Linked DNA regions of Mus musculus: region 1 is linked to region 2. The links are chromatin contacts, called in public promoter capture Hi-C maps. All regions are on one chromosome and are shown on one strand. Each heading gives the region's core, a stretch centred on a gene start, on an enhancer-like site or on the middle of the called end of the contact. The rest is flanking DNA. Distances are from core to core; before and after follow the strand shown. Region 1 holds the start of Ctsa (cathepsin A). Region 2 holds the start of Wfdc11 (WAP four-disulfide core domain 11).

What was found. Capture Hi-C pulls out chosen DNA fragments and counts their contacts.
Region 1: a contact with region 2 is called in a promoter capture Hi-C map of liver. The contact joins the promoter of Ctsa here to the promoter of Wfdc11 in region 2. A contact is called at or near these places in 2 of 39 promoter capture datasets (erythroid cells and stem cell-derived epiblast-like cells), 1 of 115 datasets of contacts at active chromatin or transcription factors (pancreatic cancer cells) and 1 of 9 other capture datasets (liver).

Annotation. Positions count from the first base shown.
Region 1 is chr2:164,831,236-164,837,065 of GRCm38.p6, forward strand. It overlaps Ctsa (cathepsin A), which reads left to right and starts at 2,538. Exons shown (of 15, transcript NM_008906.4): 1 at 2,538-2,615; 2 at 2,795-2,973; 3 at 3,085-3,196; 4 at 3,463-3,513; 5 at 3,603-3,689; 6 at 3,921-4,076; 7 at 4,395-4,486; 8 at 5,192-5,276; 9 at 5,751-5,830. The coding sequence starts at 2,562. It overlaps Neurl2 (neuralized E3 ubiquitin protein ligase 2), which reads right to left and starts at 2,361. Exons shown (of 2, transcript NM_001082974.2): 1 at 1,464-2,361. The coding sequence starts at 2,205.
Region 2 is chr2:164,672,837-164,679,252 of GRCm38.p6, forward strand. It overlaps Wfdc11 (WAP four-disulfide core domain 11), which reads right to left and starts at 1,251. Exons shown (of 5, transcript NM_001161806.1): 1 at 1,179-1,251.

The sequences.
Region 1 (5,830 bases), core at 1,288-3,787, 160 kb after region 2:
TTGCCTATGCAACCACAGCACAGTAAAATAGCAGGTTCCAGCTCAACGAATTCATGACGCACGACCAGAGGTGTAAGTGAAAGGTTCGCTGAGCGACAATGAGCTAGACCTCTTTTTTTTTTCTCAAGACAGGGTTTCTCTGTATAGCCCTGGCTGTCCTGGAAGTCACTCTGTAGACCAGGCTGGCCTCGAACTCAGAAATGCCTCTAACTCCCAAGTGCTGGGATTAAAGGTGTGTGCCACCACTGCCTGGCTAGACCTCTGATTTTAAAAGCTGTCAATCCGAGTCTCAGTCAATCCAAGGCTACTCAGAGAAACCCTGTCTCAAAAAACCAAAAAGAGCCGGGCATGGTGGCACACACCTTTAATCCCAGCATTAGGGAGGCAGAGGCAGGCGGATCTCTGAGTTCGAGGCCAGCCTGGTCTACAGAGTAAGTTCCAGGACAGCCAAGGCTAGACAGAGAAACCCTGTCTTGAAAACAAACAAACAAACAAAACAAAACAAAAAGAAAGAATTTCTCAACCTGGAGTTTGTGACAGCTCCAAACCCACATGTCCAAATCTCAGAACATTTTTCTAAGGAAAACACACAACACATAGCTGAATGTGGTTAAAGGTGGCGGCTCATGGCTAATCCCAACCATCCCCACAGGCTGAGGCAGAAAAGACTGTAAAAAGTCCATCCGGAGCCTACCTGGGCTACTTACTGAAATCCAGAGCAGCCTTGTCTCCAGAGTAAATTAGTCTCAGAAAACCAAAAATAAATAAACGCACAAAATTCTCAACAAGTCTCTGGCCTAAAATCAGTTTTAGAATCCCTGTCTTCCGGGCTGGGGCGTGCATGAGAACCTGACTTGGTTTCCAGGACAAAATTTAAAAACCACAGACTTGGGCTAGAGTGATGGCTCACTGTTAAGAGCACTGACTGCTCTTCTAGAGGTTCTGAGTTCAACTCCCAGCAACCACGTGGTTACAACCATTTGTAATGGGATCTAGTGCCCTCTTCTGATGTGTCTCAAGACAGCAACAATGTATTCCTATACATAAAATAAATATTTTTTTTTTCTGAGACAGGGTTTCTCTGTATAGCCCTGGCTGTCCTGGAACTCGCTTTGTAGACCAGGCTGGCCTCGAACTCAGAAATCCGCCTGCCTCTGCCTCCCGAGTGCTGGGATCAAAGGCGTGTGCCACCACACCCGGCAATAAATATTTTTTTAAAAGCCCACATCCACATCGTCCAAACCAAAAGGAACCTGCAGGGTGTCTCAGTCAACTAGGGGAGATGAATATACCAGGCGGGCCCACAGCCAAGGTGTGATGTGCGTAAAATCACAAGCTGGTGCCCAAGGCAGACCGTGCATCTTCAAAACTAGTTGCAAGGCCTTATTAGCTGGCTGTGGGGTCCTAGCAGGTGTCCGTCCCTACACTGAACCAGAAGGTCACTCCAGGGGTGGGATACCTACAGCCATACTCCAGCTGGACCAGACGCACGCTCTTGGTGGAAGCAAACACATCTACCACAGCGTAGAGGGGCTGAGCAGCTGGCAGCCCCCGGGCGCTAGGGCCCATGTCCTCCCCGTTGATGATGATGTGCATGTCGGCGGTCCCATCCTCACGGGGGCAGAAGAGAACACCCAAGCGGCTTCGGCGCGCTGTAGGAGGCAGCACGTTTTGTTCATAGAGCTGATCTAAGAGGTGGCTATAAAGCCCTGGCCGGCTGCGGCCCACCAGACGGTCCCGGGGAATTCGGAACTGCTCGATGCGCAGATAGGGTTCAACCAGTAGGGCTTGGGGACCACTGGGGACCGCTGCCTCCGCTTCTGGTTGACCTTCCCGGGGCACACGGTTGTGGTGGCGTGTGATAGCGAAGACCCAACTGTGGCCAAGGCTGACCAAGTCAGGCAGTGAAAACTCGGGTACAGCGGCCAGACTGGCGGGATCCAGAGCGGTCAGGCCAAGACGTAAGTGCCCGCACCAGCCCAGCTCTTTTTCCTCAATTTCCACTAGAAATACCTGGCCGGGGGCCAGGGGCTCACGACTGAAGCACACACCGTGGGCGAAACTCTCCACGCGTGTGGCTCGCGTTCCTGAGGGGTCCATGCGGATGTTGGCTCCATGCACTTGGTGGAAGCGGGTGGGAGGGGGCTCTGGGCGCGCAGGGCTCCGTGGGCCACCCAGTCCTACGTGTTCGGAGGGAGCAGCCATCTCCAAGCCGTGCAACAGGGCAGCTCATGCCAAGGGCTATTTTGGGCAGCGGGCTCAGATTGTGACCGCGGGGGCGGGGTGGATGAACCATGTAAGGCATTTCCCCCTTCTCTAACTTCCCCCAGCTCTGCCTGGGGGTCCTAGCGCCGCTTTCTCGCTTGTCACCAGTAAGGGGTCCCCAGGAGCCTGGGGAACCCTTCTGTCAACACCAAGATCACCTGATCTCTGGCACCCTGACTAATAACCTTCAGGGCCACGCACTTTGACCACTCCCGACCCTCAGGCCCACAGATTAAAAAAGTGAACAATGAGCAAACTGTCACGTGATGCAGATGCTCACGTGACCAGAGCTACACATGACTTCCAGTCCAAAGGCGCCTCCTGGAGAGCAAGGACGCAAGGAAGCAGAGGTACGGAGATGCCCAAACTGGTGGGCAGCGAAGGTGGCTCTGTGGCCCGGAGTTGGATCCGAGCGGGGGCTTCTCCCGGAGATGTGCGCCATCGTCTCCCCAGGAACTGCTGCACCGAAGCGCAAGGGATCTGGGGGGACTGGTAAACAAACATCCTCCACCGATGCTTCCTCCTGCAGATGCCCGGAACCGCGCTGTCTCCACTGCTCTTGTTGCTGCTCCTGTCCTGGGCGTCCCGGAACGAAGCAGCTCCGGACCAGGATGAAATCGATTGTCTCCCCGGCCTGGCCAAGCAGCCCTCTTTCCGGCAATACTCCGGCTACCTCAGAGCATCGGACTCCAAGCACTTCCACTACTGGTGCTTGGCTTGGCCCTAAAGTTCCTAGGAGGGCATGATAACTGGACGAGCGAATTCTAACGACCCCAGGCAGGACCTGGACTCACACCAATCCTTTCCTATCCTTCCCAGGTTTGTGGAGTCGCAGAACGACCCAAAGAACAGCCCCGTGGTGCTTTGGCTTAACGGGGGTCCCGGCTGCAGCTCGCTCGATGGGCTGCTTACAGAGCACGGCCCCTTTCTGGTGAGTTGACCACTATCCCCCTCCCCCATGAGAGAGGGCAGGAGACTAGTTAGAGACAGCTCAAGGAAAAGGCAGGAAGGGGAAGGGGAGAAGGAACCTGTGGCCTAAGTTTGCTTTCCTTAACAATTCTGTTTTATGTGGTGGCCCTTGCCCTAACTTTCCGTACCTCTCATGGAGTGTGAGAATACGGAAACGCACTGTGGCTCTTTCTCTCCACCCAGCTGCTAACCGGCACCCTCACAGGCCTCTCTGTCTTTCCTCCCCAGATCCAGCCAGATGGTGTCACCCTGGAGTACAACCCCTATGCTTGGAACCTGGTACTCCTGGAGCTGTGGGTCTCTTAGGGATGTCTGGGTACTTGAAGGGTTGGGGACCCCCTCTTCTGCTCATTCCCTCCTCCCCCTAGATTGCCAACGTGCTGTATATCGAGTCCCCAGCTGGGGTGGGCTTCTCCTACTCGGATGACAAGATGTACGTGACCAATGACACAGAGGTGAGTCTGTTGCCTGACCACCTGCCCCATTCCCCGTTTCCCCAGAGATGGCTTGATTAGGAGGAGAGCATGGCCTCAGAGTCCACTTTGAGCCCTGTCATGTGCTCTGGTAAACTCAACCAGTCCACTTCCTCTTATACAAAATAAAATGGGTTGAACTCATTATCTCTGAAGCGCTTTCTAACTTAAACGTCCTCGGGTCTCCTGACTCTTCCATCTTGGCATCCTCAGGTGGCGGAGAACAATTATGAAGCCCTTAAAGACTTCTTCCGCCTCTTTCCGGAATACAAGGACAACAAACTTTTCCTGACAGGAGAGAGCTATGCTGGCATCTACATCCCCACCTTGGCTGTACTGGTCATGCAGGATCCTAGCATGAATCTTCAGGTGCAGGGCAGCTACCTGAGGGAAGGGAGGCCCCACAGTGCTGTGACCTAGGATTAGGGAGGTCAGCCTGGCCGCTCCCTCACAGCCTACTGGCTGGCCACTGGCTACTCCGATAGCTTGCTTTGCCTCCCACCACAGGAAGCTCACCTGTCTGTCTGTCAGGGTGCCACTTCTGTTCTTTAGAGTGAATGACCTTCCCCACCCACCCACCCCCACAAACTACTCAGCTTCTAGATTGCAGGTCTGGGTTGTAGGTCAAGGGAGGCTCCCCCTCGCTCTCGCCCTTCGGATGAGCCGAGCATGCTTCGTGTTTCGCAGGGGCTGGCTGTGGGCAATGGACTTGCCTCCTATGAGCAGAACGACAACTCCCTGGTCTACTTTGCCTACTACCATGGCCTTCTGGGGAACAGGTAAAGGAAGAGGGACCGTTGGGCAATGTCTAAGGCGGGGCAGGTCATACGATCTCAGCACAGGATTCCCACTCTGGTTTATGTGTAGGCCGGAGCTGGAATTGACCAAAGGGCTTGATGCTTTAAAGGCCAAGCCTAGGGTTTAAAGAAACTAAGGCAGCTAGACATGGTGATACACACCTGTAACCTGGCACTTGAAAACGGGCAGAAGAATCCTGACTTTTAGGCTAGCCTGTGCTACATAGTGAGTTTAGTATTTGAGCCCAGGTTATGTAAAAAAAAAAACTCTCAAGAACATTTTTTTTCTACTTTTTAAAAAAGGCACTGGGAGGGCTGGCGAGATGGCTTAGTGGTTAAGAGCACCCGACTGCTCTTCTGAAGGTCCAGAGTTCAAATCCCAGCAACCACATGGTGGCTCACAACCATCCGTAATGAGATCTGACTCCCTCTTCTGGAGTGTCTGAAGATAGCTACAGTGTACTTACATATAATAAATAAATAAATCTTTTAAAAAAAAAAAAAAAAAAAAAAAGGCACTGGGAGGGGCTACTTCTATGAACTAGGGGGCAAATCGTTGGAAACTAGGTTTGGTAGCCTCCACATCTTTCCTACCTGCCTCCAGAGGTCAGGGTATGATGGGAGGGAGGCCACTGCATCTCCTAGCATCTCGAGCCAGCCTCAGCCTCAGCCCTTTCTGATCCACAGACTTTGGACTTCACTGCAGACCCACTGCTGCGCTCAGAACAAGTGTAACTTCTATGACAACAAAGACCCAGAGTGTGTAAACAATGTGAGCTCCTGCCCTTGGACCCCAGTCCTGAGAAAGGGATCCCACAAGCCCCTCCTTGGCAACCTCGCTCCCCAGCTCCATGGCTTCCCTTTATGGCAGTACTTGGGGATTGAACACGGGGCCTCATGCATGCAAGACAAGCACTCTACCAACTGGGCTATCGCTCCAGCTCATCCCGTCGGCTTTTCTGTCCCAAACCTTCCGATACTGCGGCCTCCTCTGGGAAGTCCAGTGAGGAAACTGGAGTCAAGGCTGCTTCAGCCGCTTGCTTGCCTTAAGTCACGTGGCAGGGAATAGTCGAGTTAGGGCTGGACCCAGATCTGGGAGATTCCTTCCATGACCATTCTACCTGAGAAAAACAGTAGGTGAAGGGTGGTGTCGGGAGATGAGGTAGGGAGACACTTAATCCTGAGAGTGAGCAGGGGAGGTCCGGAGGGACATGGATTCGACAAACAGGGCCGTTTGTCTTCACAGCTCCTGGAAGTGTCTCGAATTGTGGGCAAATCTGGCCTCAACATCTACAATCTCTATGCTCCGTGTGCTGGTGGGGTGCC
Region 2 (6,416 bases), core at 1-2,500:
AAGCAAAGGGAGGAGGGATGGAGAGGACCTGGAGGACATTATCAGCAAGGCCCAGGGAGAGATGGCTCCGTGGGTAAGAACACAGGCTGCTCTTCCAGAGGACTCAGGTTGGATTCCCAGCACCCACATGGCAGCTCACAACCTTTGAAAACTCCAGTTCTAGGAGGAATCTTGCTCCCTCTTCTGACCTCCATAGGTACTGCATGCACATGGTGCATAGTCAGACAGGCAGGCTGACCACTCACAGGCATGAAAATAAAAATAAATAAATAAATCTCAAAAAAAATAAATTAAAAGAGCAAGGTACGTGCTCGGCTTGGTGGCACACACCTTTAATCCCAGCACTCAGGAAGCAGAGGCAGGCCAACCTCTGTGAGTTTGAAGCTAGTCTGATCTATGAATGGAGTTCCAGGTCAGCCAGGGCTACATAGTGAGACCCTGTCTTGAAAATAAAGAGGGTGAGGTGCAATTTTATGTATGTATGGAAGTGTCACGGAGAAAGACAGAGACTTGATTTGATTTGTTGCCCTCATTTCCAAATACTTCAGTGAGTGTCTTTTACCAAAAGGTCATTCTCTTACATGGACATGACATATTTACCAACTTCATTGGGTCGGACATTGATAAAACAGACTACGATGGCATCTACCTTCAGTAATCCACCTTCTCCGGACAGCCAGAAACCTCTCATCTCTTATGACCTTGACATCTTAAAGAGTCAACTCTTTTTTTCTTTTTTTGAGACAATGTTTCTCTGTATAGCTCTGGCTATCCTGGAATTCACCAGGCTGGCCTTGAACTCACAGAGATCCACCTGCCTCTGCCTCTGCCTCTGAGTGCTCAGATTAAAAGGCATGCACCATCACTCTGTGGCAAAGAAAAATGTTTAAACCAGGTGTTCTTAATCTGCAGGTCTCAAGCCCTTTGTGGGTCAAATGACCCTATCACAAGGGTTGCCTAAGACCATCAGAAAACACAGGTATTTACATTATGATTCATCACAGCAGCAAGATTACAGTTATGAAGTAGCAATGAGTATAATTTTATGGTTGGGGGGGTCACCACAGCTTGAGGAGGAACTGTGTTAAAAGGTCTCGCATTAGAACCTCTGGTAAGCAAGCCCCAAATCACAGTCTCTACAGAGCCAGTCACAACCCAGGGCCTCCCTCTCTACCTACCTCTCAGCCAGAGGCGCTGATAACCACTTGGCTAGTGGCGCTCTCTCCTCAGTTCCAGGACAGTGGAACCTCTGCTCACAGAGCAAGTAATGACAGGAATAAATGTCGTTCATTTAGGCTTTGATCATGCAACTTTGAAGTGAGTCAGATCTACCTCAGATCTTAAGGTGGGTACATACAGGACCTCGTGTCTGTTTCCTGCTTTTCTCCTCGCTGCAGGCAGAGTAGGTCAAGCCAGAACAAGATGCACCCACCCGACTCCCTTCCCTATCACATGCAGAAGCCTGGGTCATGTGGGTGTGAGAGAAAGGTCTATAACCCTGTTTCTCTGAAGCAGCGTGGGATGCCTTTGTAAAGTCCCATCTGCCTTTCTTCTGATGTCTCTATTGAGAGCATCATCCTAACATGTCTCTTACGGGTTTTATGCCAGTGGGGAGGAATGACTCATCCAGGAGAGATTAGAAATCAGTATGTGCCATATATATATATCAATGTAAAATCTAGACTTGGAGGCTGGACAGACAGGTCAGGGATGAAGAGCATTTATCATCTTTAGTTTTGTATTTACTGTTCTTGCTTTTCTTTTGCTGTGATAAAACACCATGACCAAAGGCAACTTATGGGAGAAATAGTTTATTTTGGTTCCCGAGAAGTAGGAATCCAGGGCAGGAGGGCAGGGCAGCAAGCAGCAGGCATGCAGGGAGGACCAAGAAGCTGAACAATCACGACGTAAGTCATGATCTAACTACGCATTAACTAGAGAGGGACAACCAGAAGTGGGCGGAGGCTAAAAACTCAGAGCATCCACTGCTCTGAGCAGTGCCACACTCCCTCCAGCAAGGCCACATCACCCCAAAAACATCACCAAACAACACCAACAACTCGGCGGGGGGGGGGGGGGGGGGAGTGTTCAAATACATGAGCTCATTGAGGACACGGTCGAAGGCCAGCTTCGACACCACAGGGTGCATGGAGGAGAGGCCCAGAGTAGAGTCAGCAATTGACCACTCAGCAGACTTCTCTGTATGTTTGGGGGGTGGAGCAAAGAGTCAACAAGCAGGCTCCGACAACTCTATTTTTTTTTCTCCCACAGTTTATCTATCCCAGCAAAATCTTTCAAGTAGTATAGAATTACAATGTGATTAGGTCTATTTTTTTTCTAGTGAATGACGATGAGAAAACAGTATGTTCCCCAAAACCTTCACAGGAACAAACATTACATAGTACAGGTAAAGAAAACACATTATTCCCAAGAGCCCATATTCATTCATAACTAAGCAACTCGTTATAGATTAACAAAGTGTGAGCGAGCAAAGAAATTTTTCTCAACATGTTTTTCTTGCTGGCAGGCAGCAATTCGCAGTTACAAGGGATCGATTATTTTATTATTTATCTTCAAAAGTAATCTTATCAAAACCTAAAAGAATCACAAATCTAAACTTTTATTTCAAAACCATTTCTAATTTACATCACAAATCTAAACTTTTATTTCAAAACCATTTCTAATTTACATCCTCAGAATGCACGTCTCCTCATCAACAAATTTTATGAAATCATACCAGGAAGCTGAAGGCAAAAAAAATGGGCACAAGAAATCCATTAACCTGATCACCGGCTCAGCTTCAGCAAAAGAGTCAAGTCAGCCAACGCTGCCATTGTTCTTGTTCCCTGACTTAAAAAAAAATCCCTAGCTTAACTAATAAACGTGTGCCTTTCTGAACTTCGCATTGCTCCCTGCGATTTCCTACATCAGAGCCACTAGCAAAAACATCTTAACCTGACTGGACTGGCAGTTTATTCTTCTAAACGCTTTCTAAGGATGGTGGTCTTAGCTGACGATCTATATTTCTAAGTTCTTTCCTAGGGTGGTGATTGAATTGTTAATCTGCTCCAGCAGCAATGCCTGAAAAACATTAGTACTGTGCCAGCAAGGGGCTAGAAGCCCCCTTAGAGCTTTCATACAACGCTTACATGAAGAGGGAGGTGGGGGCAGCAAGCAGAACAGAACTCCACAGCAGCATGAAGTTCTCACAGGCGTAGACGCTGGGCTGTGACTCTCTGAGGCACACCCACCGTGGTTCTATCCAGGGGGCCGTGTTCCATGAGTTCGGAAGTCATTTGTTTTCCTCCTGTGTGGCCTGCGACAGTCCATCCTCATTCCAACCATCACGTTGCTCTTGCTGAGGACCTGGGCTTTGTTCCCAGCACCCACAATGCAACTCACAACTACCTGTAACTTGAGTTCAGGGAATCGTGTGTATGTGCACCACATGCATGCAGTGCCTCTGGAGGCCAGAAGGGGGCGTCTGATCCCCTGGAGCTGGAGTTAAAATCAACTGGGAGTCACCTGAACCGAACTCAGGTCCTCTGGAAGTGCAACACATATACTCTAAGAGATCTCTCCAGCCTCTAAATCTATAAATATTTTTAATGTAATGAATATGGTAAATTCTTTCTCTAGCTCTAAATACATTTTACTGTTGGGGTTGTTTGTTTTAGACAAGGTCTTATTAATGTAATCCAGGCTGGTCTCAAGCTCACAGTCCACCTAAATACTGGGATTATAGGTGTGTGTCACCAAATAAAGCTTTCTCTGAATATCTCTTAAATCTTATTTATTTGTTTATTTTATGTGTCTGGGTGTTTTGCCTATATGTATGTTAGTGCCTGGTTTGCATGCCTGATGACTGTAGAGACCAAAAGAGGGCATCCCCTAGGGCTGGAGTTGCATATGATTGTGAGCCACCATATGGGAGCTGAGAATCAAACAAGGATTCCCTGGGAGAGAACCAGTGCTCCGCACCACTGAGACATCTCTCCAGCCTGCCTCTGCTCTCTGCACATCTTAACAGGGCTTATGGCGTCATTCTTTACACTCTGACCATGGCTCCCGGCAGGGTCAGTATTGTCAAGTGTTTGCCCTCTGTGGGCTGCTTCTCTACCCCGCTGCTTCGTTTGCTGGACAGAAGCTTTTGAATTTGCCCGTCTAGATACTTTGTTGCGTTTGTTGGGACCCAGCAAAAGAAACTTGGTCTAAGTACTACCATTTCGTTTTCAGACTGGATTCCAAGGGAGAAACTAAATTCAAGGTCCCAGGCCCTAGGGGAGCAGGAGACGTCCCACAGCTGAACAGCGTCTGTTGTAAACAGTTGTAGGAGTCCAGATGTCCCAAGGACAACTTCTCCATCTTGCTGACAGGGTCAATCAAGTTCATGTTCCCAGGCCTAGGAACAAACGCCTATCTCACTTCTCCAATGTTTTCTTAATTGTCTGTTAACCGATAAGGAGTACAGAAGTTACTGTTATCTAAACCAAGGTGCATAAATTGTAAAAATACATAACCATTGCCCGCTATGCCCTAATTAACTACATGCAGCTGACTGGCTCCTTTATCCCTATATGACCCTGAGCTCTAGACCTAATGTCTAGGAGAATGAATTAATGACCTTGAAGCCAGGTGCCCTGGATATCGCCCAGTCTCCAACGGGTACTCCCTTGCTGATCCCATGATGTCAAAATACAATTGGGTAACACTGCAGCTCCCCCGAGTTCCTCCCTCGATTTGTGTTCCCATCCTTTAAAAATGTTGTACAACCTCCCTTCAGATCCCAAACTGGCCACCGCCTCCCTGAACACTTAGAAAACAAAGCTTTCGTTTTGGGGTTTTCCCCCATAATTTTAGGATATAGTTTTATTTATCTATTCATTCACATCCCATCCCCTTCCTTCTCTCCGTCCAGTTTGACCCTCACACATCCCTTCTGCACTACCCCCTCGGTTCCTCCCCAGAGAAGGGGAAGCCCCAACATGGGTGCCAACTCTCCCCGGCTCATCAAGTCGCAGCAGGACTAAGGGCATCCTCTCCCACTGAAGCCAGACAAGGCAGCACAGCTAGGGGGGCAGGGGGTCCAAGGACAAGCAATAGAGTCAGACACAGTCGGCTTTTCAATTTTTAGGGGACTCATATGCAGACAAGCGGCACATCTTTTACAAATGTGTGTGGGTGTCAGAGGTCCATCCCCTGCACTGTAACTTAGCTTATTTGGGTCTGTGGGTTATCCTGGACTTTATGTCTGATATCCACTTATCAGTGAGTGCATAACATGTGTGGCTTTCTGGGTCTGGGTTACCTCACTCAGGTATATGTAGGATGTTTCCAGTTTCTGACTATTACGAGAACAATATGACACATACCCAGATCAATGTCAGGATGCTGTCTGTTTTCTTCTAGGAAGTTTGTAATGCCAGGCAGTGGTGGTGCTCACCTTTAATCCCAGCACTCGGGAGGCAGAGGCAGGGGGATCTCTGTGAATTCTAGGCCAGCCTGGTCTTCATAATGAGTTCCAGGACTACACAGGGAAAACTCCATCTCAAAAGTTAACAAATAAACAAAAAGACAGGAAGTTTGCGTTTATATTACCCAGAACCTGCCAATCATTGTGCATTGATCCTTGCCTGAATGATGATATAAGAGTCCTTTCTGTTTGGAGATGTTCTGTTTGCACACACCAATTTTTGGAGATACTTTCCTCCATGTGTGTTCTTAGACAAGAGAGCCCCACTCGCCTGGGGTGATGGACAGGTGCTAACATCACAGAAACACTGTCAAACACTGTCACTATCACTATAAATGTCAACGACAACTTTTCACGGAAAGCCAAGTGGCTAGGGACGGAATGTTTGGACTCCATAATTGAGAGCCGCTTAGACTCCTGGCGTTGGCTTCCACTGCCAATTAAGCATCCACCTGGACCGGCTTTGATCAGCGCCAACCGTTTTAAGCACTGTGCACACCTTAGGAAAGCCGTACAATAACCGTAGCTGATTGCTGTCTTAGTACAGCTCCCGCTCCGGAAACTGTCACCCAGACAGAACTCCGTGAAAGAGTTTTTATGCTGAAATTCCTCTGTAACGGTTTCCACGTAGGCCAAGGGAAGGGAGCTGGTCCCGGTGGCCTATCAGGGCAATGCCAATGAACAGTGCCAAAATTGTAAACACATCTTCATAGTCACAAGACCTGCTGTGAGAAAGCATCTTTTTCAGGGTGTTTACACAGGCTTAAACTCCATGTGCTGTCTTCCTGTGCTGTTCCCTCGGGCGTTGCAACACTAGACCCAGTTAGGCTAATCTTCAGTGTCTTTTAAATTTTTAACTAATTAATTTTATGTGTCTGGATTTTCGTCTGCACAGGTGTCTTTGTATCACGTGCATGCAGTGCCTTTGCAGGCCAGAAGAGGG